Linked DNA regions of Mus musculus: regions 1, 2 and 4 are each linked to region 3. Evidence: chromatin contacts called from public promoter capture Hi-C data. All regions are on one chromosome and are shown on one strand. The core of a region is the stretch at or near the end of the contact, and the rest is flanking DNA. Distances in the headings are between cores, read along the strand shown. Region 1 holds the start of Pgap4 (post-GPI attachment to proteins GalNAc transferase 4). Region 2 holds the start of Rnf20 (ring finger protein 20). Region 3 holds the start of Plppr1 (phospholipid phosphatase related 1). Region 4 holds the start of Msantd3 (Myb/SANT-like DNA-binding domain containing 3).

Region 1 (6,277 bases), core at 580-3,079, 540 kb before region 3:
GGTAGAGGGGAGAGCCGTCATCCGTGTACATACGCCTGATTACAGAGCAATAGAACATATGATAAGACGTGTGAACATTTAAAGTGAGAAGAAAGTGGATGATGCACAGCTTCATTAATCTTCACAGACAGTTTTCCACAGCTGACAAAGCTAGAAAGTCAAAACCAGGAAAGACAGTGTCAACAGTACTATGCCTGACAGGACGCTTTAAAATAATGAAACCACTGTAAAACCAAACAGTTGCCCAGCATGTATCGCTCCAAGGCCACATGGAACACTCCTCAAAGACAGGCTTTATTCTGGACCGTTAAAGAAAAGCTCTCCACAGACTTAGTGAACAAAATCTTACGGGTGAGTTTTCTAATCTCAAAAGAACTGGGAATAAAACACTGAAAGAAGCACTACCAACAAAGTTAAAAACACACGCTGTCTTAGTCAGGGTTTCTATTCCTGCACAAAACATCATGACCAAGAAGCAAGTTGGGGAGGAAAGGGTTTATTCAGCTTACACTTCCACATTGCTGTTCATCACTGAAGGAAGTCGGGACTGGAACTCAAGCAGGTCAGACAACAGGAGCTAATGCAGAGGCCATGGAGGGATGTTTCTTACTGGCTTGCTTCCCCTGGCTTGCTCAGTTTGCTTTCTTATAGAACCCAAGACTACCAGCCCAGAGATGGCACCACCCACAAGGGGCCTTTCCCCTCTTGATCACTAATTGAGAAAATGCCTTACAACTGTATCTCATGGAGGCACTTCCCCAATTGAAGCTCCTTTCTCTGTGATAACTCTAGCTGTGTCAAGTTGACACGCAGAACCAGCCAGTACACACAGCTAAAACATACAAACCAGACAAGCAAATGACAAGAAATTTTCACCTAAATCAGGCAGATATCATGGCCTTTCTTGTAGTTGGTTGTCTTTTTCTGCGATCACCTCAAGGCTCCTTCAAGTGGACACAAAGAACCCCAGTGACATGAGTTCTGAGAGGCTTCAACAGCAGGAACTTGGCTCAATAGGCTGAGCTCAGGATTGTTCGCCTCTGTAGTAGAAAGCAGCTAGAACATCTGGAAACAAGATGATGATCTCATTTTTTGCATCAAATAATTTACTTATGGAATTTCCTCTTTTTAACCCTGTAAACTCGTATGTACCCTGTTACAGAAAGGGTTTTACTGGATATTTTCTATCGGTGCCTCCTAATCTTGCAACTTGTTTCCATCCTGAGTATTTAAGTGATAATGATCAGACAATACAACATTATGATCACCAAAAAAAAAATTCCTATTATATGTACATCCAAAATACTCATTTAAGTCCTAGCCTACACTGGCAAACTGACATGGAATAGAAGCAATAAAAATGGCCACAAAGATGTATGGTGGTGAGAGCCCTGGTGAGGCCAGGGTACTAAGCTGGCTGTTTTTTACCTTCTCATAGTCAGACATGCAGTTTTTTTCCCCCTTCCTTGAGTCATTTCCTATGCTTTCCCTGTGTTGCACGTCAGGATTACTCTACCCCAGTGCGTATATTTTTCTCCCTCTCCAGTTATGTCTCCCAGGGGCTTTTGCATTTAAACAGAAGGCGTTTAGAAGATTAAAGCCCATTCAGAAACAGAGAAATAGGTTTCTACACAAACGCTTCCGCAAAGGGCGAGATGCTTTATTAAAATACATCTTTCTTCTTGTGCCCACCTGATGGAATAAAACCTAGGCTTGCATTCACATTATAAAAGGGACATCATCCTGTTCTCCTGACTTGGGAGCGACCCTGCTTTTCCCTCGCTGCCCATCAGTTGGCGCCTTTTGCCTCTCCCCCACCCCGCCCCGCAACCCCCACCCCCAAGCCAGCTTTGGGGGCTGCAGTTGCTCCGCAGCTCTCAGGTCACGTGGCCTGGCAGAGCGAGGGGAGCCCTGCACCGGAGCGAATGCTGGAGGAGGCGAGCCTTCCGCTACTCTCCGCCCGGCAGGGTTCTGCCAAGGCGCCACCATCGAGACCAGCCAGCCTGGGCTACAGCAGCGGTGGCCTGGGCTACAGCGGCGGTGGCCTTGGCAAGCCAGGACGTAGCTGACGCCTCCACGGGGTAGGTTTCCTGCCGGGCTGGTGTCGCGGAGAAGCGCGCCCTCGAGGGGACGCGATGTGGGAGCGACGGCCGATGAGGGGAGTGGTGCTCCCGAGGCCTGCGTCCCCCGCCCTGAGCCCCGCAGGCTGGCTCGGCCGCGGCCCCGCCCTCGGTGCGTCTGTGGCACCAGGCGGGTCGCCTCGCTCTTTGGCTGTCGCCGGCCGGGCCGGGTTGTCACCAGGCCCGAGGATGCAGCCCGGGAGCCCCACACAGCGGCCGGCCTGAGCGCTACCCCCTAATGGCTGCCCGGGAGCGGGGGCCCCTCCGCCCGTCCTCGGCGGGGCGCGTCCTCCAGCGAAGGTGACCGGAGGAAGGCGCCCCTCCCGCTCCCGGGAACGCCCGCGCCTGGAACGCCACTGCGCTGGACTCGCAGTCTCTGCCTGAAGGTGGGCAAACTGAGGCCGGTGGGCAGAGGGGACTCCCCAAGGTCAGCGAGGGCCCTAGATGCCAAGCTAGGGGTTTTCAGTCACTATTATTTTCCCCAGAGTGGATGGATGGGTGTGTCGCAGCTTTCGCTCAGGTTCTTGTGCCAGGCGTCGCCCGTGCCGCACTGCGTTCAGGAGGTTGTCGCGGGACCTGAACCCCCGCAGGTCACAGTGACCTGGCATCTCCTGCTCGACCCTTGCTCTCCCTGCGGGACCACAATGCGGCTTCAGTGATGATCTCACCATGCGGATTATCACCAGAAACTGCAGGTGTGGGTGTGCGCGCAAGTGCACGCCGGTTTCCCTGAGAGAAATAAACCATGTATGGGAAATAGTTTTATTGGAGGATTTCTAGGGGGTCTTTATGCGCCACATAGTTTATGAGACCAGAAGAGCAAACAAGGTTCGTCTAATGCTTAATATGATGAGAACCAGAAAAAAAGAAATGGAAATGATAAGCATGGAGCAAAAAGAAAAAAAAAAAAAAAAAAGAAAAAAAAAAAAGAAAAATATAAACAAAACTACATCTTTTAGATTGTTGAGATTCTCTGTTTAGCTTTAAATTTTTCTATATTTGAAGTTAATATTAACAATGTAGTTATTATTAATAATGTAATTATATTAATAATGGTATGTAGTTTTAATTTGCTTGCCTTTATCCATAGGAACCCATACCTAATTACCTGTGTTTGACTTGCTCATTTATATGGATCCATATTTTAATTGGAGTAGTTTTTCTAATTATAATTCAAAACATTCTTTAAAATGCTTTCGTTAATTTTTTAATGTGTTGATAGTAATCTGACTATCAATTTGTCAAAACTTTGAACTATTTGAACAATTAAATGGTACATTTTGTTGTACTAAATGTGCCTCAATAAAGTTGTTTTTAGACAAGATTGGGGGCATTGAGGGTGGTGTGGCTGTAGACCAAAGTTGTTTTTAAAAGCTAGGAGAATTATACTGGGTCATGAGAAAAAAAATAGGCTTAATAAGATAATAAAACATGCTATAAAGTCTCAGTAATTAAAATAACAAGAGCCATGGCACACACTGGCATAGTGGCCCAGGCTCGCAATCCTAGTGCTAGGGAGGTTGAGGTAAGAGAATCTCTAGTTTCATGTCAGTCTGAGCTTCATAACAAGACCTTGTCTCAATATAATAAATAAGAATTAATACAACAACAATAATGAAAAGGGACAAACTCACAAATATAAGATATCTAATACACCATAAATGTAGCAATTTAAATTAGGGATTAAAGGGGATTTAGGCTTACTTGCTGCCCTGCTCACCGTCCATGTGTCTGGCACAAGACTCATTGTGGAGTGAAATTTTGAGTACAGGTCACTGAGGTCATACATGTTCTTTGCAGACATGTAGAAAGCCAGCAGGAAACCTTCTCTCATGCCTCTCAGCTCACTTTCATTAAATTATATTCCCTATATGTAATAAAAAATGGTCATACTATGTACATTTTCTATAATTTGAATCAACATAGCTGCCCTTCTCGTCCCATTTATCACTCAGCCCTTCCTATTACGAACAAAATTTAAGGAAGACATTCTTACTGGTTCTAAGAAGCATAAATCATCATTGCTGCCAGGTGTATTACTTGCTATCCCACATCAAAAGGTGTGCCTTGGAATTACCTTGTAAGATTTACCAATTCCTGTGCAAATGCTTGTTTGTTGAAGCCATATTGCTTCCTCTTGGAGTAAACTGATTTGAGATTGTGTTAATTCTCAAAACTTGTTTTGGAAAAAGGACCACCTCTCTATTAACTGAGACTTTCCGGTAGGAAAGTGTTCTTTTAATGCATTTATTAGTGACTTTTAAAATATCCTTTAGTATAATTTTATGTGTATAGTCTGCCCATGTCTCCAAATTATTTGTATATTTCATTTTTATTCTAAATATATTTCTTTTCCACTTTACCTGAGTTTATTTTTTAATTCTGTCAATGAAGTTTGATGGATGGGATGAAATAATTTATTTTATGTGTTTTATAAATACATAGTATGTATGTCTCTTCAGAGGTAACCAGTGGTTCCATGCACACACACACACACCATATTGTTTTATGTTGTTACCTACCGTGTCGTAAAAGTGGTTCTTACTGTTGCTGATGGGTTTTCATTTCACTTTCTTGGGCTCAGACGCTCTCGTACATGTTGGGTAAGAGCAGGGATCCTGGATTGACCTTTTTACTACTACATTCCAAAATCTTTGTTAACCACTTCAAGTTTATTCTGCCTTAGCTTGCCCACCTACAAAGTGAATTTAATAACTATTATAGGCTTTTTATGCAGATCCACTCAATGCTTAAAAGAGTCCCTGTCACATAAATGCTGGGCAAAGTTAGAAATAAGTTGTTCTCTGCCCAGTATGTGACTGGGCTGTATGCTGCTCCCAGTTTTATAGCAGAGAAATAAAGAGGGCCATGGTGGCCAAAATACAGTCATTAAATCTCTTCTTGGTATAGAGTACTTACTGTGCCAGGCCTGTGAGGCAAATCAAAGACAAATGACACTGAACCCAGTAAAAAGGGACTTAAGCTGGGCATGGTGGCGCACGCCTTTAATCCCAGCACTCAGGAGGCAGAGGCAGAGGCAGGTGGATTTCTGAGTTCGAGGCCAGCCTGGTCTACAAAGTGAGTTTCAGGATAGCCAGGGTTATAAAGAGAAACCCTGTCTCGAAAAACAAACAAAAAAACAAACAAAAAAAAGAAGAAGGGACTTAAAGGGTTGTTGAGTGAAGGGTTATGAGTAAAGTCGTGAAAGGCATCAGGCAACACGGGCAGTGTGTGGGCTTTGAATTTCCTGCTTATGGATTGATAGAATCTTTTTTCCACCTAAACAGGATTAAATCATATTGCTATCTGAGAGCCAATTGGTCCAAATGGAATCAAGGGTCTAACACACCCTGGAGTGTGCAGAGAGGATGTAATAAATCTCTGAAAGTAGATATTCTACTCCGTACCTCGGGGTTCGTATCTGTGGACCCAGCTAACTTCAGATCGAAAATGATCCAAGAAATGAAATTTTCTTTAAATCAAACACGTTTGTATTAATTTTTATTGTTATTCTTCCCTAAACAAAAACCATAGCGTCCTGCGTTCTGACCAGTATTAGAGCTAATGTAATGTATTTAAGAAGTGCAGACCGAGCACATAAAGACTGTGACAGTTTATATAAAGAATCTAAGCACCTTCAGATTTTGGTATTCTGAGGAGTGAAAGTTCTAGAACCAATCCACCTTGGATCCCGAGGGACGGCTGTACAATCTAAAGCCGAAAGTGACAGCTAAATGCTCTGAGGAAAGCCCCAATGTGTAAGGAAAAGGTGGTCAGTTCTGTCGGGGAAACCAGGCTGTTGTTTAGAAGGGACCTGTACCTCTTGATCTGTTTTTCCATGGTTGAGTTGCTATGTGTAAGGAATGTGCTGTTGGAAAGACTATCAGAGCTGAATTCTGGGGGGTCTTGGCAAAGCAGTTGGACTGTCCTCTGCAGATACAGGGGAACTGTTATCGACCAGGTCTACAGAAAAGAGTGCTGTACTGACCGTGCTTGAGAGGGTCAGATGGGAAGGGACACTGTCATCATGGTTTGCAGCATCCTGCCCCATGCCTGAGGAAAGGCTTCTCCCTCAGTGTCTCCCTCTGAGATTTTTTAAACTGGTTTTTAATTTAGCATTCAGAATATAGTTATGGAACATTTAAAATACTTTTTAT
Region 2 (6,798 bases), core at 1,059-3,558, 570 kb before region 3:
CAGCAACCAGCACCAGCAAAAGACATACTCAACAAATACTTATATTGGCATAAATGCATTTAGGATGCACAAAATCAACACTGCTAAGACAAAGCCACCTTCTGGCAGCAAGATGGACAGGCCATCTCCCTAAATGACACTTCATCCATTTAGTAAGCAGGATCTTATTCTGACTGAAAAATAAAATCAACTTCTCTGAACCTCAGCCTCAATATACACAAGAAACACAACTGGAAATTGTCTACACATTACAGTGCCTTGACCAAGTTCCAAATACAGAAACCCATCCCCACCAAAGCTTCTCGTGTCTAAAAGGTATTACTAACCATTAAACACACAATTCGTCTACCACATTATCTAGCCCAGTAACAGCTCACTCTTATGAGTGCATGCTATTGCTTTTACAACGTTTGAGCTCTTTACAAGGACTCCCATTTTGCCTCCATCATAACCCAATGTCACACACAGGTACTACAGATTCATTTCACAATCAAACGGGCACAGGACAGATAATACAGGCCATACAGCCAAGAGATATGGCAGAGAGCACGCACGCGCGCACACACACGCGCGCACACACACGCACGCACACACACACACACCCCGGGCACTGATCTGACTCTCATTCAGCACTAGCACTCTCAAAGGCTTTGCTAGGGTGCCTCTCAGAACACGGCACCTATTTTTCAGTAAGGGAAAAGTGCCAATTAACTATAGCAAAGACTACTGTAGTCAGACTCTCAATAAAATAAAATAAAATAAACACCACAGCTTGCAAATACAGATCAAACATAAATTAATACACCTCACTTCAAGAACTGACCACCACATCAATTCATCTATTTCCCTCTTCTTTGCTAATGCTTATCTCTTAATTCAAGAAGCTTCCATAAATTTCTACTTTCAGGAACAACTGACAGAAGCCAAGCACACTTTTGCAGCCTCGTTTTCTCGTACCGTTGAAGAGACACCTCCTAACTTAATTGTTTCCACGGTGGTCCCTGAATCTTCAACAGCTGTCTTCTTCTCTGGAGGCATAGATGTGCCCGGCTCTCCAGCTGCTCTTTTATTTCCAATTCCTGACATCTTGGTATAAGATGACAGTTATATTTTTCTGAATGAAAAAACAGAAACAAAAATAGAAAACATGAACTGAATCAAGATAAGCAGACATGCCACAATATAAAGTACCTGTATATAAAAACTAGTAATTTTTTTCAGGCCAACTCTTTAACCTAAATCAAATAATTCTACGACAAAACCCATCAACCCTAAATCAAGAGAGAAGGGGGAGGGGAACTGTTGAGGAATGGGATTGACAGGATTATAAATTTCTACACAAGATGCTAATAACAAATAAAATTCTACTCAAATAATAGAGAAGCTATGAATAAATTTCAGGATTCTCACTTCCTGAGATGCCAAAAACAAAAAACTAAAAGAAGGAGAGTTTATTTATGACAGAGGTTAAGGTTAAAGTATTAGGAGACTTGGGGCAAGAGACGTGGGAAACATTAGCTAAGTCATTAATCCTATACAAGTCAGTTATCTCTGAATCTCGGTTTCCTAAACGAAGGACAACAACATGTTGCTAGACTTACTGCAACAAATGGATGGCATAGTTATAGAAACAACTTAGCATAATGTCAGATGAACACTAAGCACCCAGAAATGCAAGCGTTCTCTTTGCAGAGCCTTGTAAACGCTCCCTGAGCAGTTAGTTCTCCAGATGTCAGACGTAGGTGAGCACCCCAGCGCTTCCTTTGGGGAGCCGGGCTGCCTTTAGAGACCGAACCTGCCAACAATCCCCGTTTCTTTATCTGTTCAGACGGGATGCTCTTTCAGTATTTCCTACCTGACTCTGGTTCCGAAACTCACAAGGAGGTGGAATGGATGCTAGATGGCGAGCACCGCGGCCATCAGGGGTCTACATCCAGCCGGCTTCCGATCCAAACTCCGGGACGAGGCGTCAATGGCAAGCAGCAATCTGGGTTGGACCTCGCCTGCAAAGAGAGGAGACGGGAGCTGAGGAGAGAGCGCAGCTTGACTGGAGAGCGCTGGCCGCTGGCTCCGGCGTGGCTAACTACAGGCCGGGAAGATGGGACCCGAGAGTCCTCGCCGCTCACGGCCCGGGAGCAGCAGACGACAGAGCAAACCTGGGCTCTGGCAACTCCCGCCGCAGGGAGCGCGCGGCTCCCAGCGCTTCTTCACGAAGGCCCGAGAGGGACTCCAAGGGATTCACTTGGGATCCGCTGCGAGAGGGACTGAGCTCCACGGAGGCGGAGGCACGGAGAGGAAGTAGGGAAAAGGAAAAGGAAGTTGCTTCAACTTTACCCGAGGCACGGCGAGGAGAGGGCGGAAGTGACGTGTGGGAGACCGCCAGGCGGAAGTGACGCGTGAGGAGGGGGCGCAGTCAGTTCTGCGTGTGCGCTGCCGCCTCTGTGTTGGGATGGGCGGGGACTGTTTCAGACTCCAGTCCCAAAGTGACCGGTCTCTTCAACGCGAAGCATTGTGTACGGTTTTTTTGTTTTTTGTTTTCTTTTTTTTAAGGTCCATTATTATTACTGACGGAAAGCGTTTTGTTTATGTTTTGTGTTGGGGGGGCGGTCCTATCTCATCCAAGCTGCTAATTGGTTGATGGTCCTGTCCATCTCCCAAAGGGCAAGCGCCCTTACCTGAGGTGTGGGTGGAGCACTCTTTAAAGAGATGAAATAGCCTGCGTAAAACTCAAGGAATTTGACCGATTTCTAGTTCTGTGTAGTTTCCTTAAAGGGGATTCCAGCACGGCGATGGTAGCACTCGCCTTTAATCCCAGCACTCAGGAGGTAGAAGCGGGCTGATTCCTCTGAGTTCAAGGCTAGCCTGGTCTACAAAGCGAGTTCTCGTACAGCCGGAGCTACACAGAGAAACCATGTCTTGAAAAACCAAAATAAATAAGCACATAAATACATACATACTATGCATAGAAACCCTGCCTCAAAATAAATAAATACTACACAGAGAAACTCCTGTCTGGGAAGGCCAAAATAAATAAGCGGGGTCTCTATTTAGCACTACCTGCAAATGACACTCAGCTGGAGAACTTTAGTCTCTTGTAGGGTTAAAAAGTCACCTTCGCCGGGCGGTGGTGGCGCATGCCTTTAATCCCAGCACTTGGGAGGCAGAGGCAGGCAGATTTCTGAGTTCAAGGCCAGCATAGTCTACAGAGTGAGTTCCAGGACAGCCAGAGCTACGCAGAGAAACCCTGTCTCAAAAACCAAAAATAAAAAATAAAAAAAAAAATAAAGCCACCTTCATCCCATCCCATCTTCCCCCTATGGATTCTCATCACAGGTTTGGAAACTACTGCTTTAGTGTTTGGAGAGGATAAGATACTGACCAGAGACACTGGGGATGGGGGGGGGGGGGTCGGGGGGGGGGAGGAGGGTGTTAATTAAGAACAAGTCAATTAGTCTGTAATCTCAGTACCCGTCTTAATATGATTTTTTTTTAATGTGTGCATAGGTGTTCGAGTGCCCACATGTAAAGCTCAGAGGACAACTTTTGGAGCTAGGTCGTACTTCGAAGGCTCGGGTCTCAAGGGCTGAACTCGGGGTGACAAGCACCTTTACCCACTAAACCATCTTGCCAGGCCAGTACCAGGATGTTTAAAATTTATTGAGCGTTGATATTTTTTTTACGTTAGAAATAAACTACATCATTCAATTTTACTAAATGCATTTTAATGATAAAAAGGCAATCGATCTAATCTGCCCTTGAAAAGCAGTGTGGCTTCTGAAATTGTGGCAAATTAACCAATGACAGCAGATAAAGGCACAGGGATGTAAGAATGGCTGCTATACCCTTTTTAAAAAATACATGTAAATATGTTTGGAGGAAAACCTAACCCACACCGAATTTCTGGCAGTAGAAAGAATTTGGGTGTTCTTGTACTTGATTAGTCTTACCTGTGCATGAGACAAGAAGGTTGTATTAGTCAGGGTTCTCTAGAGTCACAGAACTTATGGGTAGTCTCTAGTAAGGGAATTTGTTGGTGACTTATAGTCTGCAGTCCAACTCCCCAACAATGGTCAGCAGCAGTTGTGAATGGAAGTCCAAGGATCTAGCAGTTGCTCAGTTCCACAAGGCAAGCAGGCAAAGAGTGAATCTTCCTTCTTTCAGTGTCCCGATGTAGGCCTCCAGCAGAAAGTGTGTCCCAGATTAAAGGTGTGGTGTACCACCACTCCCGGATCTGGGACTTGCTTGTCCCAGGCTGACCTTGAACTCAGAGATCACCTGGCCTCAGTCTCCAGGGATTAAAGGCATGTACTACCTCGCCTGATCCTATGCTTTTCGTGGCCACTATGTCTCAAGATCTCCATGCCAAGATCCAGGTCAGAAATGTGTCTCCCAGCCTCAAGATCTGGACCAAAGGTGAGCCTTCGAATTCTGGATTGTAGTTCATTCCAGATATAATCAAGTTGACAACCAGAAATAGCCACTACAAAAGTCAACTGTGGAAAAACTTGTTTTGTTGGTGCCTTGGAGTGCAGTATCTAACCTGTTCCAGAGAAAATTTGGAGTGCAGTATCTAACCTGTTCCAGAGAAAATTGTCTGTAAATGAACTTGACCCTGCACTTGACCCTGCAGTGTGGTGAAAATGAAGTGTGAGAATTGTTTCTGTACCTTTAATTTTTTTCAAATCCTTTTTTTTTTTTTTTTTTTTTTTTTTTGGTTTTTCGAGACAGGGTTTTTCTGTATAGCCCTGGCTGTCCTGGAACTCACTCTGTAGACCAGGCTGGCCTCGAACTCAGAAATCTACCTGCCTCTGCCTCCCGAGTGCTGGGATTAAAGGCCTGCACCACCACTGCCCGGCTCAAATCCTATTTTTAATGGTAGGTCTTAAATGCTTTAAACCTTCCTTATAACCTACCACCCACCAGGGGTAATGTAAAAGGAAGGATAAGGGGCAGCGTGTGTGTGTGGACCTGTTTAGAAAGGTTCTTTGGAACAATTTCCATCTGTGTTGTCTGGAAAATGGCGGTTCAGTTCACAGATTAGCAGGCAGTGGCAGCTTGACCCACTTGCAAATACCTCATGGATATACCAGCAGTTCATTTCAGTAGAGTCGGGTTAGCAACAGCGGTGACACGACCTAACAGAGACAGTCAGGCCTCAGCCTTGATTCAAATCAGCAGGAGGGACCAACTGAACTCCAGGAGAAGTTCTCAGCTGTGCCTCTCTCAGGGAGCAAAGGTCAGCAAAACCTTGAGAGCATTGTACAGCTAGCTGAACCAGCAAGCCAAGCTCTGTCTCCCTGGAATCCTATTTCTACCCTCCAAACATCACGTGTCCTCCACATGCCTTGCCTCAGCATGTGCATCCAATCAGCTTGAGTCCTTGGAAGCGCCAACAAACTGCAGCACACTACCAGAAGGGTTTTTTGGTGCATTTCTCTCTATGGCATCCCAACAAATGCTACTCAACTATGCAATGTAATGTGGACCAATACATGTGTGTCATTAGCAAAGAATCTTTCACCATGTGTCCTTTCAGGTGCTTCCTTTAGCAGAACGTCCTCTCCTGTGTCTGCTTCAGAGAAACTTTCCTTTATGTGTTTGCCCCAGCAAAACACCATCCAACCAACTTTCCAAGGAACCCTTAAGTTTCCACTTCAGTTTCCTTGGCCCACCCGTTGAAAAGCATCATAAAAGACACTACTCTGACAAGAGTTGATGTCTTACAGCTTACCATAAGGTCACTGAATAGCAAGCAAAGGCTAATATTGGGGAATAGATATATAGAGAGAGCCATTTCATTATGAAAATATAGAGCCAGTTCCATAGCTATTAGACAGAAAGGGTTAATGTCTGCACGATGGTTTCAGTTCCTACCTTTGGGTAGAGCCTCCATGCGTGGTGCTCATTTAGGAGGAGATTTTAAAACCCTCAAGCTCCCTTCTGGCATTCCTGGCCAGAGGATCAAAGGGTTTCTGCTTTCAAGTCCTTGTTCTGAGCTACCTACCTGTCTTGTCTCTGTCTCTTCCTTTCATCTGCTTTCTTCCACGAATCTTGTGTGAGGACCCAAACTAGCCTCTGTGTTTCTTAAGAATAAAGCCAGCAAAATGGGGTTAGAATCTGTAAGGGAGTCTCAGGAAGATGGAAAGAGATCAAAGCCACCTCCAACCTTAACTTCTGAGTGCCGGGAGGAAATACTGAGAGGAGAACAAGCCTTTCCTGAAAGTTTACGTTCTCACCCTGTGAGTGCCCTCCCCCCACATCCAGCTACGGAGGAAGTTATCCTTCTCAGAAGTCCTAGTAAGTCATCTGTCATCTTCACACATGGCAAGGCTTTCTACAGAAACACACACACACTCTCTCTCTCTCTCTCTCTCTCTCACACACACACACACACACCCCAAACACACACACACTCACACACAGGAAGATGGATGAGAAAAGAACAGCTTGGCTCATGAAGTCATGGGGCTTGGTTAGTTCAGATTTTGCAAACCAGGGAAATGGCTGCAGTTGGACTCCACTGGCAGAATCCTTGCCCACTAGACGGGAAAAGGTATCCACCGTTCTTCTTCCTTAACATTAAGGACTTCATCTGATTGGATGGTGCCTAGCAACTTTAATGATAATCTTTAAACCACCACTTTAAATGGTAACTTCATATGACTCCACTTATAAATGTCTCATCATTTTCATTAATGTTATAATTTAATAAATACCAATGTTTTCACTTATTGGGATTTTTAAAAATTGATTTTGATGCACGGCCTCACACTGTGCCCTGGAATGGACTGGAATTCA
Region 3 (6,643 bases), core at 2,132-4,631:
CAGGTTTTACCACTATCTCTGGCTTCCCAGGCCTATTTCCTCCTGCTTCCCACCGCTACTCCACCATCTCTGTCATTTCACACTCATCTTCCCACAGTAAGCTCCGGGACTGCAGCCTCACCATCTCCAATCCATCCTCCACGCTGTGGTCATGCCCAACATTCTCTAATGCAGATCTGATCGTGTCTCAGACTCTCCCAACCTTCAAAGGCTCCTACACTTTCACATAAAATTGAAGCTCTTTTGATGGAGCGTCAGGGGTGGGGGTGGGGGTGAGGGCAGAGGGAATTCCCGGCACACACGTGACTCGTGACTCCTGCTTATTTCTCTGACATGCTGTTATCCCACTCTAAGGAGATAAGGACCCTGCATCTCTTGCTGCAGCCACACAAAACTCCTTCCATGACTCAGATTTGCTTTCTGCCTGGGAAGTCCTTCTCTTCTTGTTCTTGTTCAAGACTCACCTCCTGTCAGACTCCCTAAGAAACTTTTTGATCCCCCCCAACCTGTCTTTCCCTGGAAGCTCTCCCTTTGTGTGCTTTCATAGCATCCTGGCCATATCTCTGTACAAACACTCACTCCACAGCATTAGCTGTTAATTAGAGTCACCCAGGTGCCATTCTTTCCTATATGACTACAGTCACACGGGACGACTTACAGTTACCCAATGTGTATCAAGCAGTCACACATTTCCTCTGCCTAGAATTACCTTTCAATCCTTCCCTCCTTGCAAAGACTATTCAATTTTTCGAAAGTATCCCAAGAATCACTTACATTCTCCAGGGGAAGAAAAGGAAATCATTGGCTTGCATGTGCTGTTGGCACTCTGCTTATACTGCGGTCATTAAGTGAGTTGGTTATACACCAGGGGTGGTTTGCTCTTTCTTGAAGGTTTGAACCAGCTTTTACTCTCCTGGGTTTTGTTTTGTTTTTATTTTTTCCTTCAGCAACAAGTCCTGGTGCCTGTTCTCTAAACGCTGAGACAATCCAGAGGAAGGGTGAGGACTACACAGGTCATACGTCCGGAGCTCAGTACAGGGCAGAGACAGTGCAAGCTGACTGCTCTGTGTGTGCCAAGCCCAGATTTACCCACTGGCTGAAAACACTCTGAGGGCCAGAACTGGGTTCTAGATTTTGAGTGGCTTCTGGTACTGAGTGCAGGACACATGGTCAATAGGCACCTGTCAACAGAATCTGCGTGTTCAAAATAACTGCGTCTTGCAAAGGAAGAAAGAAAATATATTGTAGCAGATAAAGAACTCTAGGTAAGGGGAGAAAAAAAAAGCCAAAACCCTCCATCTTTTCCTGCCGAGAGTTTCGAGAATCAGGCTGAGACTGTCACCCTGAGGTAAGAATAACTAGCTTCTGGGAAGGTCTTTTCTTCCCTAGTTATTTGAAAAAGAACAAGCAAAAACACTTTTGGATTTCTTTCTCGCTGTACACTTCAATGGAGTCCTAAAGCTAGGCTTTTTCAGTCCTCTGTTTCCCTTGATCAACCCACCCCTGCCCCTCTATATTTTTCCTTTCCTCTTCCAAGCCTCACCCGGCAAAACAAGGTCTCTCATGTGAACTTTGTTAGTGAAGCTCATATATGTCACAGTGTCTCACATTTCAGTCCTAAAGTTATCAAAGCAAAATCATTGCCACCTGAAGGTCTGAGAGAAGGCCCCATGGCTATATGGTCCAGTCACTAATACTGGATCCCGGCCTCCAGCATTTCTTCTGCCAGCACCAGCTTCGCTTCAACACCAGACTCTAGCTTATAGAAGAGACAAAAACTGTACCCACGTGCATCCACCCAACCTTCCAGTCACAAACACGGCAGGATGGAGAAACGTGAACACATTTACTTTCTATACCTAAAAACCCAAACTTGTTTGTATAGTAAAGGCAAGTTTGGGAAGACCAAGTCTTTTGTGGTCCAGATGCAACAACCTGGGCACCTCCAAAGTAGATCCCACTCCATGAACAGGGACTGCCAACCACAGCCCCAGAAAGGAGAATGGAATCAGTGAACGCCTTACAGTGCCTGCCACTGGCCCTCATCCTGCCTTAATTGGCTGTCTGTTCACACCTCTTTAAATGCCTCTCGTTTGCCCCTCTTCTATTCCTCTTTGTCTGGCCTCACCTGCTGACCCAGTGTTGGCTACCTCAAAGGGCCCTTAGATTCCAGGCTTCCCCCAGTCGCAAGAGACCCTTGCTCAGAGTTCATCTCAGCGGGGACTGGCTTTTCAAATGGAAATTCTGTTCTCAGGACCTTTTCCCTGGTGCAGAAGAGAAATAGGTAGGGAAATAACTAGATAACTAGGTGGCAGGTGGCAAAGAATCTCCACAGAATAGGTTGAAAGCAAAAAAAAAAACCTGTATCCCCACAAAGACAAATAACAGCCCAGAATCCTACACGTAGTCCACACGTGTGTGCCACAAAATCCAGGGCAAAAATAAATTCCCAGATTCGCTTGACACCGCTGCCACACAGCTGTCTCAGCCCAGCTCCCAGATCTGCTGCAGTGGTGTTTGTGAAGACAGCGCCTTCTCCCGGGAGCAGAGACCCTGGGGCCCGGCGTTTCTAGGAGGTGATTACTCCAAGCCTTTCAATAACTCATCACTCATCCTGCACTGACCCGAGCCTCACCCTAGAAACTCGGTCACCGTCGAAGTCGACAAGAAAGCCCTTGGCCATCCTAATTCTCCAGGTGACACTGTTACTATGCGCCTGGAGCTCAGGAAAGAGAATCTCTGGCAGGTGCCCACGCCTGAGGCAAAATCAATGGCAACGCTTACAGCTAGGGGCTGAGAAATCTCAACCCCTGCTGGGGCGGTGGGTTTGACAACAGCTACTGGAAAGGTCTCCGGATCCCCACGCCCACCCCTGCAACCCTGCTGGGTATCTCGACCCAATGCAGTCTGAAGGGCGGAACCGGACCGAGAGAGCGCCTCCACGCCCCCTTTGTCTCCACGTTTTCCAAATGACAGGAGAGGAAAGTTTACGAGCCTGGACGGGGTAGCTTTCTTCTGGGTCCATCTGGCACCTCGCAGGAGCCGAGATCCTCGCTGGGATGGGATCGCGCTCTCCTCCTCGGAACAACCAGGGCATTACCTTCATCTGCACCTTGCAACCGGCAAGCCAGGCGTGGGCCACCTGAGTCGCTTCGTCCAGTCGGAAACCTGCCCCCTTCGCCCCAGTATGTCCAGCCTCAGCTGTGCCCCGGGCACCACACTCACCTTTGGCGGCCAAGCTTCCTTCCTTGCGCCCTATTGGGCGGACGGACTGCAGGCGGCGAGGTGCATTCAGGCAGCGGCTGCAGACGAGCTCCTCAGGCGCTGCTGCATTCCGCTTGCGTGGGAGAGCGAGCGGGCGAGCGCGCGGCACGGGCGTATGCGAGTGTGTGTGTTTGTGCGGTGTGTGTGTGTGTGTGCGCTCGTGGGCGGGGTGGGGGCGGGAGTGCGCGGGATCACAGATTCCCCTCGGCGACCATCCCTTGCTAAGCCTCCTCTGCTGCCTCCTCTTGTCGTTGGGTCCAGGTTTTGGGACCTCCCGTTTGTTTAATGAAAGGGAAGGAGCAAAAGGCCGGCGGGGAGGGGGCGTGGGGGGGCGTAGAGGCGGGGAGAGGACCGCGCATGCTCAGAGAGGGGCACCGAGCTTGCTCTCTCTCAAGAGCTGAAGCATGAAGCTTGCAGGGTTGTGCCCCAGGGAGTACCGGAGACTCTGCGGGGTTCCTGGAAGGCAGCCCGGGAATCCCGCTACCTAGGTGCTCCCTGAGCAGAGACGCCAGGGCTCCCGCGCTCTGGAAGCCAGTGGCAGGATCCCCACCCACCTAGGAGCCGCTTCTGCTTGCCAGTCTTTGGTAGCGCTGCGTTTTTCTTGCCTTGGATATTTTTAGTGCTTTCTCAAGCAATCTCTGAGGCCAAAGCATGATATATGCAGAGAAGTCCACAAGGAAACCCGGGCTGCAGGTGGCACCTGGACTAAAATGAGCTTTCTGACTTGGGTTTCCTTCTTCCCCCAACTTCCAGTCTGTGTTTAGCAAGGAGTAAGGGCAGGCAGTCCAGAGTCGTCCAGTCCAAACAGCTTTAACGGCTTCAGGGCAGAAAGGCACATAAAGGGTAGCGGAAGGAAGGTGACTCTCCAAGGACCCTGGATTCAGCCTTGTTCCGTGTCAAGATCCGATGGAGAAGACAGTTGCCTACTCAAGAGGGCAAAAAGAACAATGCAGCCATTGCCCCGCTTGTCTCCAGTGCCAAAGCAATTGTGGGCTCTCATAGGTTGAGGCTTCTGGCCCCTCTGCTAAGTGGAAGAACAACTGTTAGCTTAAGAAAGTCCAGTAAGAGAACTTGAGCCTGTAAAGGCACAGTAACCTGAAGCCACTGGACATTGGCAGGTGAGAGACTCAGCAAGTGGAGTGGAAACTTTCTCAGCGATGTTTGTGCACCAACAAGCGTCCATTTTCTTCTCACAGTTTAATCAAACAGCAGCAGCACACATAACCCCATTTGCTTCCCTACTTTAGAAAAAGACATCCCAAACAGGGGACTTTCTGGAACTCCCTTGCACTCACTTGTTTTTTTTTTTTATCCCTCCAAGGAAGAAGCACAGAAGATGGCCCTCTCTGGCAAATGTTTTCCAAGCTTTCCTTAAAGATCACTTCGGAGGGCTTCCACTGTGCACTTCTAGCAAGCAGATGCCTTCTTGATGAACTCTGACCTGTGTCCCATTTGTCTTCTCAATAATAATGCTGAGTGACACTTGAACAGCAGACAATTAGATCAAATCCTAGGACACACACAGAGGAGAGAAAACAGCATGTCTAAATACCACAAACAAAAGCAAAGTTCAGGAAGGGGCGGGGGGGGGGAACTAAGAACACCAGGATAGGAGGTTCTTAGAAAGAGTGCTGCCCAGGAAGTGTGGCAGGTGGCAATACCTTCCCCCTCATTGAGAATAAAGCTGAGTCCTTTGCTTAAAGAACAGTAACGTTGGATTTCCATCCACCCAGGAGGAAGATCAGGGTCTCCAATGAAACCTCTGACATATATTTGGGGCTCCTAACCATGACTGTTTTTATTTTTTTAATGTTTTGCTATTACAGTATTTAGAAATATCTAAGAGAGATCTGCACGCGCGCGCACACACACACATTCCCTTTAGAACAATCAACAATGTTTACAGGAATTTCAAGGTTCTCATATTAGCAGGGTCAGAGAACAACTTGCAAAAGCCAATCCTTACCCTCCACAATATATGGATCCTGAGAATCAAACTAAGTTTGTGGTGTTTAATTGTGGACACCATAACCTGCTGAGCCATCTCCCCGGGCCCCACTTCACCATCTGAAAGTGTCAAGTAGCTTCAAGGTCAAAGGTGAAGAGAACCTTTCATGTGTGGAACTGCGAATCAAGTGGAATCCCTCTATACTGCATCTACTATAGAACTATGAATGGACAGTTCAAGAATAAAACCTTCCTATGTGGGGAGTGGGGAAAATTCAGGGGGGACACGATGTACACAAAGCATATAACACTTCCTAGCTTGCATGGCTCTCTGCAAACTGCGGCTCTCAGTGTTTTGGTTAACGTTTTCATTACCCTGAATTTTGTTTTAAGCTGAGATTTTCTTTTCTAAGAGAGTGCAAGTGAAAAAGTTGAAAACCAAAGCTTCCCAATTTTCCCTTCTGGCTTCTTCTATCACCCACGCACGCATCACCCTAATGTATTTAAATCCATGTAGTAAAAAGAATACTATGAAGACACGTGGCCTTGCAAATAGTAACTAATTCTAGCCTCACCTTTCTGCTCATGTATGGACATAACGGTGAGACAGGCGTGTCTTCAAGCAAGCATGTGCACCCCTTATTTCTCATCGTATGAATAGAGGTCCACCCCCCCCACCCGACTGGCACTTTCCTTGGCAATCAACTTTGAAAAATATTTATCTTTACATTTGACATTAGCTTAGCTAAGTAGGGTTTCATATGCGGTTTCCAGGCACATTTCATTTTGGATGATTACTCCCAGACACATACCCGTCCTTCATCTTACCCCCACTTTCCCCACTGTATCTTCTCACACACACCCGCATTCCCTGCTCCACCTTACTCTGTTACTAGCCCCACCCCAACTCCTTTAAAGTGTCCTTCTTCGAAGTCACGTGGGCCCCTTTCTAGTTTCCTGCCTTTACCTATATTTACTCCCTTCTGGATACACAAACTCAATAGCTAGCGGCAAGGATCCGCATGGGAGAGAACATATGGTACTGGTCTCTCTGAGCCCGTGTTAGCTCAAATAATGCTTCCAGTTGCATCCATCTTTCTGCAAACTTCACGAATTCCTCTTCCTTTACGGTTGAATAAAAGCACGCAGTGCATGTGTATATTTTCACTACCCACTCACCTGCTACTAGACGACATATTTTCTTCCCATCTAAGTTTGCCTATCAGATGTCTTACTCCTGAGTATAAGATCTATAGTAGTAATAAAGATTTTTGCTGACAGAACTATGGCAAAATTATCCCCATGATCCTTCGAGTATATAATAAGTAATTTAACACTGCATGTCTGCTTTTGTTTATCTTTCCTTCAGACAGGTCAGTTATGAGTCACTCAAATAAAGAGTTTTTGTTCTTCTGCTGCAAGTGGGATATAT
Region 4 (5,993 bases), core at 1,691-4,190, 520 kb after region 3:
CTGTAAGCCCTCGGGTTGATCTAGTCTTGTGGTTGTTCTATCAACCGCTCTACCTCCAGTCATCTCTGCTGGATGCAGAGGGCGCAACTTGATGTTTTGCTACCCAGCTCTGGCTTTTCTCCGTCTGCCGCTCACTATTTATTCTCTTACTTCTGCTAGCTACCTACTTAATAATTCACTCATTCAACTACTGTTCAACATTCTCTGGACTCCACGGAGCAAGTAGCTTACAAGTTCTATGTACACTGCAAGTGCATTTTTTAAAGAGAGAGACTGTCACGGCTGAGACTCAGCAGCATGGATAGATGAAAGGCAGGAGGTCACACAACACTCAGAATCTCTGCCATGGGGCTCCAACTGGCCCCGAGTCTCTAGGGAAGGAGGTGACCCACTCTTCTGCAAGCACACTGTCCATCACAAACGTCAACCAGTAGCACTTCCCACACGCTCTGTAATTTACCCTTTGTGTCCACCTCCCTCTCTGAAATGGGAAACTCCTAAGGAAAGATATAATTTCTGACTCATCTCTGCATCTCGGCATGTAGCATGACTCAGCAATGGACTGGCACTCTGGAGACCTTTTTTTTTTTAATGAATGAATGAATGAATGAATGTCCTATAGCCAGGAAATACAGTGAAGTGCTGTTTGAGTTCCCTGCCAACTACTTGAGGGGGAAAAAAAAGTCATATTCTCTCACATGCACAAACTATAATCATAAGGTGAGTGATAGTCAGGAAATAGATGAGGTCCCAGCTGTCTATCTCCCCCAGAGCACTTGCTCTTTCCACTGGGCATCTCTGTGTACCCCCAAATTCTCTTCTGAGTCCTAGTTTGAAACAAAACTCCTTTATCCAACAAGTCTGTCAGGCACACTCATGGGAAAGGTGTAAGAAATTGGGAGAGGGCAGGGTGCCTTCTCTGAGAAGGGGCCAGCCATGCTTCCAGCAGGCTGTGGACTAAAGCGCCCAGTTCCTTTCCTTACTGCCCTCCCCCCCTACTGCCGCCCCTGGATATTTCCTGTCCTCCTCATTTTTTTCATGCAGGCTACAAAGCCTTTCTCCCCCATCCCAAACTGAAACTCAAAAGTTTCTTCAAGCCCACTGGGACACTTAAGTGAGGAAGGGTCGCAACTCCCCTTCTTCACATCAGTTAGGCCGCTGCTAAGTTAACCACTTATCAACCTTGGGGGCTGTTTGCTATCGTCATCTCCCGAAACACAAACAAACACTGCTACCAGGAACCCCTGCATCCCAAGTCGCAGAACGCTTTTCCAGGCCTAACGACAGGGTCTGCATGGCTTCTGAACGCTTTCACCCTGCTGCAGGAGTAAAGAAAGACAACTTCTGATCTTTCTTCAGGACCTCTCCTGCTACCTCCTCAGAATGGACCTGTCGCAAGACGCAGCTGTGGGGAGAGTAAGCGGATGACCCCATCTTTCTCCGGGTTTTGAAATACTTTTTCTCCATCCCTTTTCTTGCTCTCCGGTCTCAAACTCTCGTAGCTGGCCTCAATCCTAAACTCAGGAACTATTTTATTAACTTTCAACAATTTCCTGGGTAACTACACACGCATGGTCTCTTCGGATATGCGAAAATCCCACACACACAACTCAGGCCCTATTATTCCAGCTCCAGTTTTAAATGTGTGAAAATATGTGTCTTTATCCTAGAACCATTATCCTAAGTACCGCAAAACATTTTGTACTTATCATAGCAATAAAACATCCATTCTCAATAATCACAACAGGAGACTAAATTCTTGTTTCTTACTCCAACATAAAAACCCTTCCTGCAATTTACAGATTGCCCGTGCGATGGTTTAATAATTCAAGCCAACTGTTTAGGACCTAGGGCCTGGGACATGAAGTGCTTAATTTTAGCTATCAGCCGACACACATTATCTCTCACAATAGTACTTGGGGGTGGGTATTACATCACACCCTACTCCCCCATTATAGAAACATCAACCCAGCAGCCTCAGAGTAAAGGAGCTTTCCCAAGGTCAGTCGGGCAGGGATGTGATGCACTATTTCCTTCTAAGATCCTCTTTAGGAGGGACCCAGCCCTTTATACCTCTGGACCGGACTGGAGGAGGCAGGGGGTCTCAATGGAGACAAGTACTGAAAAGCGGTGAGCACAGTTCCCCCGCACACAGTGGGGATATGTGGACCGGGGCTCCGCGGGGTCAGCCGGGTTTCCCCCCAAGAGCCTCCCGGGCCCCGGGCTCCAAGCTCCCGTCCCGGGAGCTCCAGCGCGTCTGCGAGGCCCGCGCGCCGGCGCTTTGTACGCGGCAGGCCGGCCGGGCTCCCGGGGCACCGCGGCGCGCGCAGGCGGCCGTCGGCCTGCGGGGAGGAGGGCGCGGCGGCTCGGCCCGGGAGCCCGCCAGACCCCCGCGCTCCCGCTCCGCCCGCTTTCCCCGCCGGCCGCGGCCCTCCGGGCCTCAACCTCCTACCTGCAGCGGCGGCGCGGCGGCCGCAAGTCCCGGGGAGGGGCGCGGAGGCGCGGGCGCGGCGGCCTGGGCTGCTCTGGCGGGCTGGGCGGCCGGCAGGGCCGCGGGCTCCAGGCGCCGGGCGGCCGCGCGCCCCCGGCCGGCCAGGCCCCGCCGCGCGCGCCGCGGCCACAAAGCCCCGCGCCGCCGCCCCCTCGCGGGCCGCTGCCGCCTGCCGCTCCGTGGGCGCCGCGGAGGGCGGGAGCGCGGCCCCGTGCAGTCCCCCACCTTCCCGAGCCCCGGTTCCGCCGCGCTGCCCACCTTGGCCCGGGAGCTGCGGAAGGGGCCCGTCTCCGCCAACAACAAAAGAATGCATTTTCCCACACCGGGGATGTGGCAGTCGCCCGCACGAGTTAGCGCGAGCCTCCTGACTGACGTGGGCCCTTTTCGTCGGGGACTCCACGAGGCTGGGAACGGCACCCCTTCCTACTCTGAGTTCAGCGCCAACTTTTGTGATTCTAATGGGCGGGATGTGTCTCCAGAGATGGGGTGTGCGCTCCCCCTCCCCCCAAGGACCCCGGCTACGTGCACCGACCTCAGGACACGACTCAGACCCTGTGTGCCTACCCAGTGGGACCCAAGGCGCGCTGCGACGAATGCCGGGCGGCTTAAACAACTGGGGGCAGGGGTCCTTCTGCCGACAAGGCCTTCACCCCTCCCCCCAGGATGAAGACGGTTTCTTTTGCCATAGATCCGTGAAGAAGATTCCAAGCCCAGAGAAGGGCAAAGAGAAGGTTCTCAAACTTTTTCTTTTTAAGCGAGATGAAACTCAACCAAGCGTAGAGATAACAATTTAAAAATAAACAATCCTGTGGCACTCATTACACTTAGAATAGCCAACGATAATCACTTCACCTCCTTATTCTTAAGGGTTCCATCCGAAGGAAACCCCCGCACCAATTACGTAGTCACTCCTTTGCCTAGTCCCTGAAAACCATTAATCTCTTTTCTGTTTCTATCGATTTACCTTTTTGTACATTTCATGTAAATGGAGTCGTGTGTCTTTTTGGAGCACGCGGCAGGTTGTGTGTATGTGTGTATGTGTGTGTGTGTGTGTGTGTGTGTGTGTGTGTGTGTGTGTGTGTGTGTAGTTGGGGGTGGTACTCACTAAGCTGCCCAGGTTGGCATTGAACTCTGGGGCCCAGGCAGCCTACAAATCTACAAACCTCCTGCCTCAGCTTCCCTAGCTCGTAGCTGATATCACAGGCCAGCTTCATTGGGCCTGGTCACTCTGGCCAGGTCAAAGAATCCAAACAAGGTTCATCCAGATTGTAGCATGCCTCTTACTTCATTGCTTTTTGTGGCTACATAAGCTGACCATTGTGTATTCTACAGTTTGCATATCTGTTCTTACAGAAATTAGTGGATGTTTAGATTATTTCCACCTTTTGGCTAATGTGAACTGGTTCTCTGAAAACCCCTAGACATGCATTTGTCTAAAGAACCTGTTTCCAATTCTTTGGGATACATACTTAGAGTAGAATTTCTGGATCATATGTGGTAATGTGGCCATGTGTAACTTTGTTGTTGCTTTTTGAGGCAGGGTCTCCTCTAGCCCAGGCTAGCCTCAAACTTGCTATGAGGCAGAGAATGACCTTGGATTTCAGATCCTCCTGCTTCTGCCTCTGGAATGCTGGAATTACAGGCATGAGTCACACATTCAGTCTTTAAACAGGTGATCATCCGGTTTTTGAACTGGGGAAAGAACAGAGAGACAGCCTAACATTTTCTGGTATGGAGGCAGAAGCACCTATAAAATACTAGACTAGAGAGTTGTAACTACTTTTTCTGCCTTGTGTTAACAATAACTTATCTACTGTCCCAGGAGCTTTGAAATTGCCCAGAGTCAGGAAACTGACTGGTGGGTGGGGAGGGTGCTATTGGCTAACAAACTTTATGATTTGCACTTAGGCCTTCCAAGTAATGTCAGATCGGAAGTCCTTAAAGATATTGTTCTGAGGATGTAACCAAAGGAAAACTATTAGCCGGGCGTGGTGGCGCACGCCTTTAGTCCCAGAACTTGGGAGGCAGAGACAGGCAGATTTCTGAGTTCGAGGCCAGCCTGATCTACAAAGTAAGTTCCAGGACAGCCAGGGCTATACAGAGAAACCTTGTTTCGAAAAACAAAACAAAACAACAACAACAAAAAACAAAAAGGAAAACTATTGGACTGAAATTTGAAGATCAATTTAGATTGGAAATTTGATTGATAGGTAGTAAAGTATGGGCAAGCAGGAGATGTACCACGAGGACCTATATACTACATATTTCTTCATGACATATTTTCTCTTCCTTGAATCTGTGTTCTCATTGTTTATGAGGGAGTTAACAATGCCTACGTGATGGGGTGGTGTCTTAGTCAGGGTTTCTATTCCTGCACAAACATCATGACCAAGAAGCAAGTTGGGGAGGAAAGGGATTATTCAGCTTACATTTCCACGTTAGTTCATCACTAAAGGAAGTCAGGACTGGAACTCAAGCAGGTCAAAAAGCAGGAACTGATTCAGAGGCCATGGAGGGATGTTACTTACTGGCTTGCTTTCCCTGGCTTGTTCAACCTGATCTCTTATAAAACCAAGACTACCAACCCAAGGATGGGACCACCCACACTGGGACCTCCCCCCTTGATCACTAATTGAGAAAATGCCTTACAGCTGGATCTCGTGGAGGCATTTCCCCAACTGAAGCTCCATTCTCTTCATAACTCCAGCCTGTGTCAAGTTGACACAAAACTAGCCAGTACAGGTGGGTAAAACCTTCAACCTGAACCTCAATAAATGGTCAGAGTTCTCTGTTTAAAGTGCTGAAGGTTGGCCTGAGCCACATGAAGACATACTGCTAAGAAGACATTTGACCACGAGTTTCTCCTCAAATCAAGAGAGTCAGGCTAGCTTCAAAACTAATATGGCCAGGGTGACAACTCAAATCCCTAACACAATGTCTTCATCTTGTCTGACTCGCTGTTTCCTGACTAGGGGTGGCAAACTACCCTGGTCAAGTTTTTAGCGTGGCTGTTCAAGTGTTAACATCTGTATAGTGGAGCAACACCTACTTAATAGGGCCATTTCAATGAGATGGTGAATACAGAGGGCTTGGCCGTGAGCTAGTAAATAGAAAATACTATCGTATGTATCGATAACAAAGCTATTTTAAGTTCTCCAAGGAAAATATGCACAGAAGAGCAAAATTAACACAGAAACCAGTAAGTAAAGCTATGTGGGGAAAAGGTGATGGCATACCCCTGCCTCAGGGCATTGCAGCCCACTCCCACAATGTTTATTAGTGCTAGTTGAAAAGAGCTTTAAGCATGCGCTTGATTGCTCTGGCCCAGGCTTACCAAGCAGTCTTGACATAGCAGCTGGTGGCTACAAAAGCTTTCTGAAGGAGAGAATACAGATTGAGCAACTAACCTGAATACAGCAGGGTTCTGAAAAATCACAATGTTCTTTGCAAATTGATGTTTCCTTTATCTCTCTGCCTGTTACTATTTTGAGTGGACGAAGCC

The links. Promoter capture Hi-C pulls out the DNA fragments that hold promoters and counts their contacts.
Region 1: a contact with region 3 is called in a promoter capture Hi-C map of stem cell-derived epiblast-like cells, with 5 times the contacts expected there. The contact joins the promoter of Pgap4 here to the promoter of Plppr1 in region 3. A contact is called at or near these places in 7 of 39 promoter capture datasets (the C10 cell line, embryonic stem cells, hippocampal neurons and 3 more) and 1 of 9 other capture datasets (embryonic stem cells).
Region 2: a promoter capture Hi-C map of embryonic stem cells shows a contact between it and region 3, with 5 times the contacts expected there. The contact joins the promoter of Rnf20 here to the promoter of Plppr1 in region 3. A contact is called at or near these places in 5 of 39 promoter capture datasets (cranial neural crest, embryonic stem cells, liver and 1 more), 1 of 484 Hi-C or Micro-C datasets (cortical neurons) and 1 of 115 datasets of contacts at active chromatin or transcription factors (forebrain).
Region 4: a promoter capture Hi-C map of hippocampal neurons shows a contact between it and region 3, with 2.7 times the contacts expected there. The contact joins the promoter of Msantd3 here to the promoter of Plppr1 in region 3. A contact is called at or near these places in 2 of 39 promoter capture datasets (hippocampal neurons and liver).

What each region holds. Positions count from the first base shown.
Region 1 is chr4:49,593,428-49,599,704 of GRCm38.p6, reverse strand. It overlaps Pgap4 (post-GPI attachment to proteins GalNAc transferase 4), which reads left to right and starts at 1,829. Exons shown (of 2, transcript NM_025944.4): 1 at 1,829-2,081. Gm33106 (a long non-coding RNA gene) reads right to left here and starts at 3,866. Exons shown (of 3, transcript XR_390562.3): 1 at 3,825-3,866; 2 at 877-2,849; 3 at 1-150.
Region 2 is chr4:49,627,570-49,634,367 of GRCm38.p6, reverse strand. Rnf20 (ring finger protein 20) reads right to left here and starts at 2,308. Exons shown (of 21, transcript NM_182999.2): 1 at 2,157-2,308; 2 at 1,856-2,003; 3 at 958-1,114. The coding sequence starts at 1,086. Gm45952 (predicted gene, 45952) reads left to right here and starts at 2,416. Exons shown (of 2, transcript NR_168526.1): 1 at 2,416-2,513; 2 at 3,505-3,710.
Region 3 is chr4:49,056,200-49,062,842 of GRCm38.p6, reverse strand. Plppr1 (phospholipid phosphatase related 1) reads right to left here and starts at 3,381. Exons shown (of 8, transcript NM_178756.4): 1 at 3,226-3,381.
Region 4 is chr4:48,537,028-48,543,020 of GRCm38.p6, reverse strand. Msantd3 (Myb/SANT-like DNA-binding domain containing 3) reads right to left here and starts at 2,940. Exons shown (of 3, transcript NM_001145924.1): 1 at 2,750-2,940.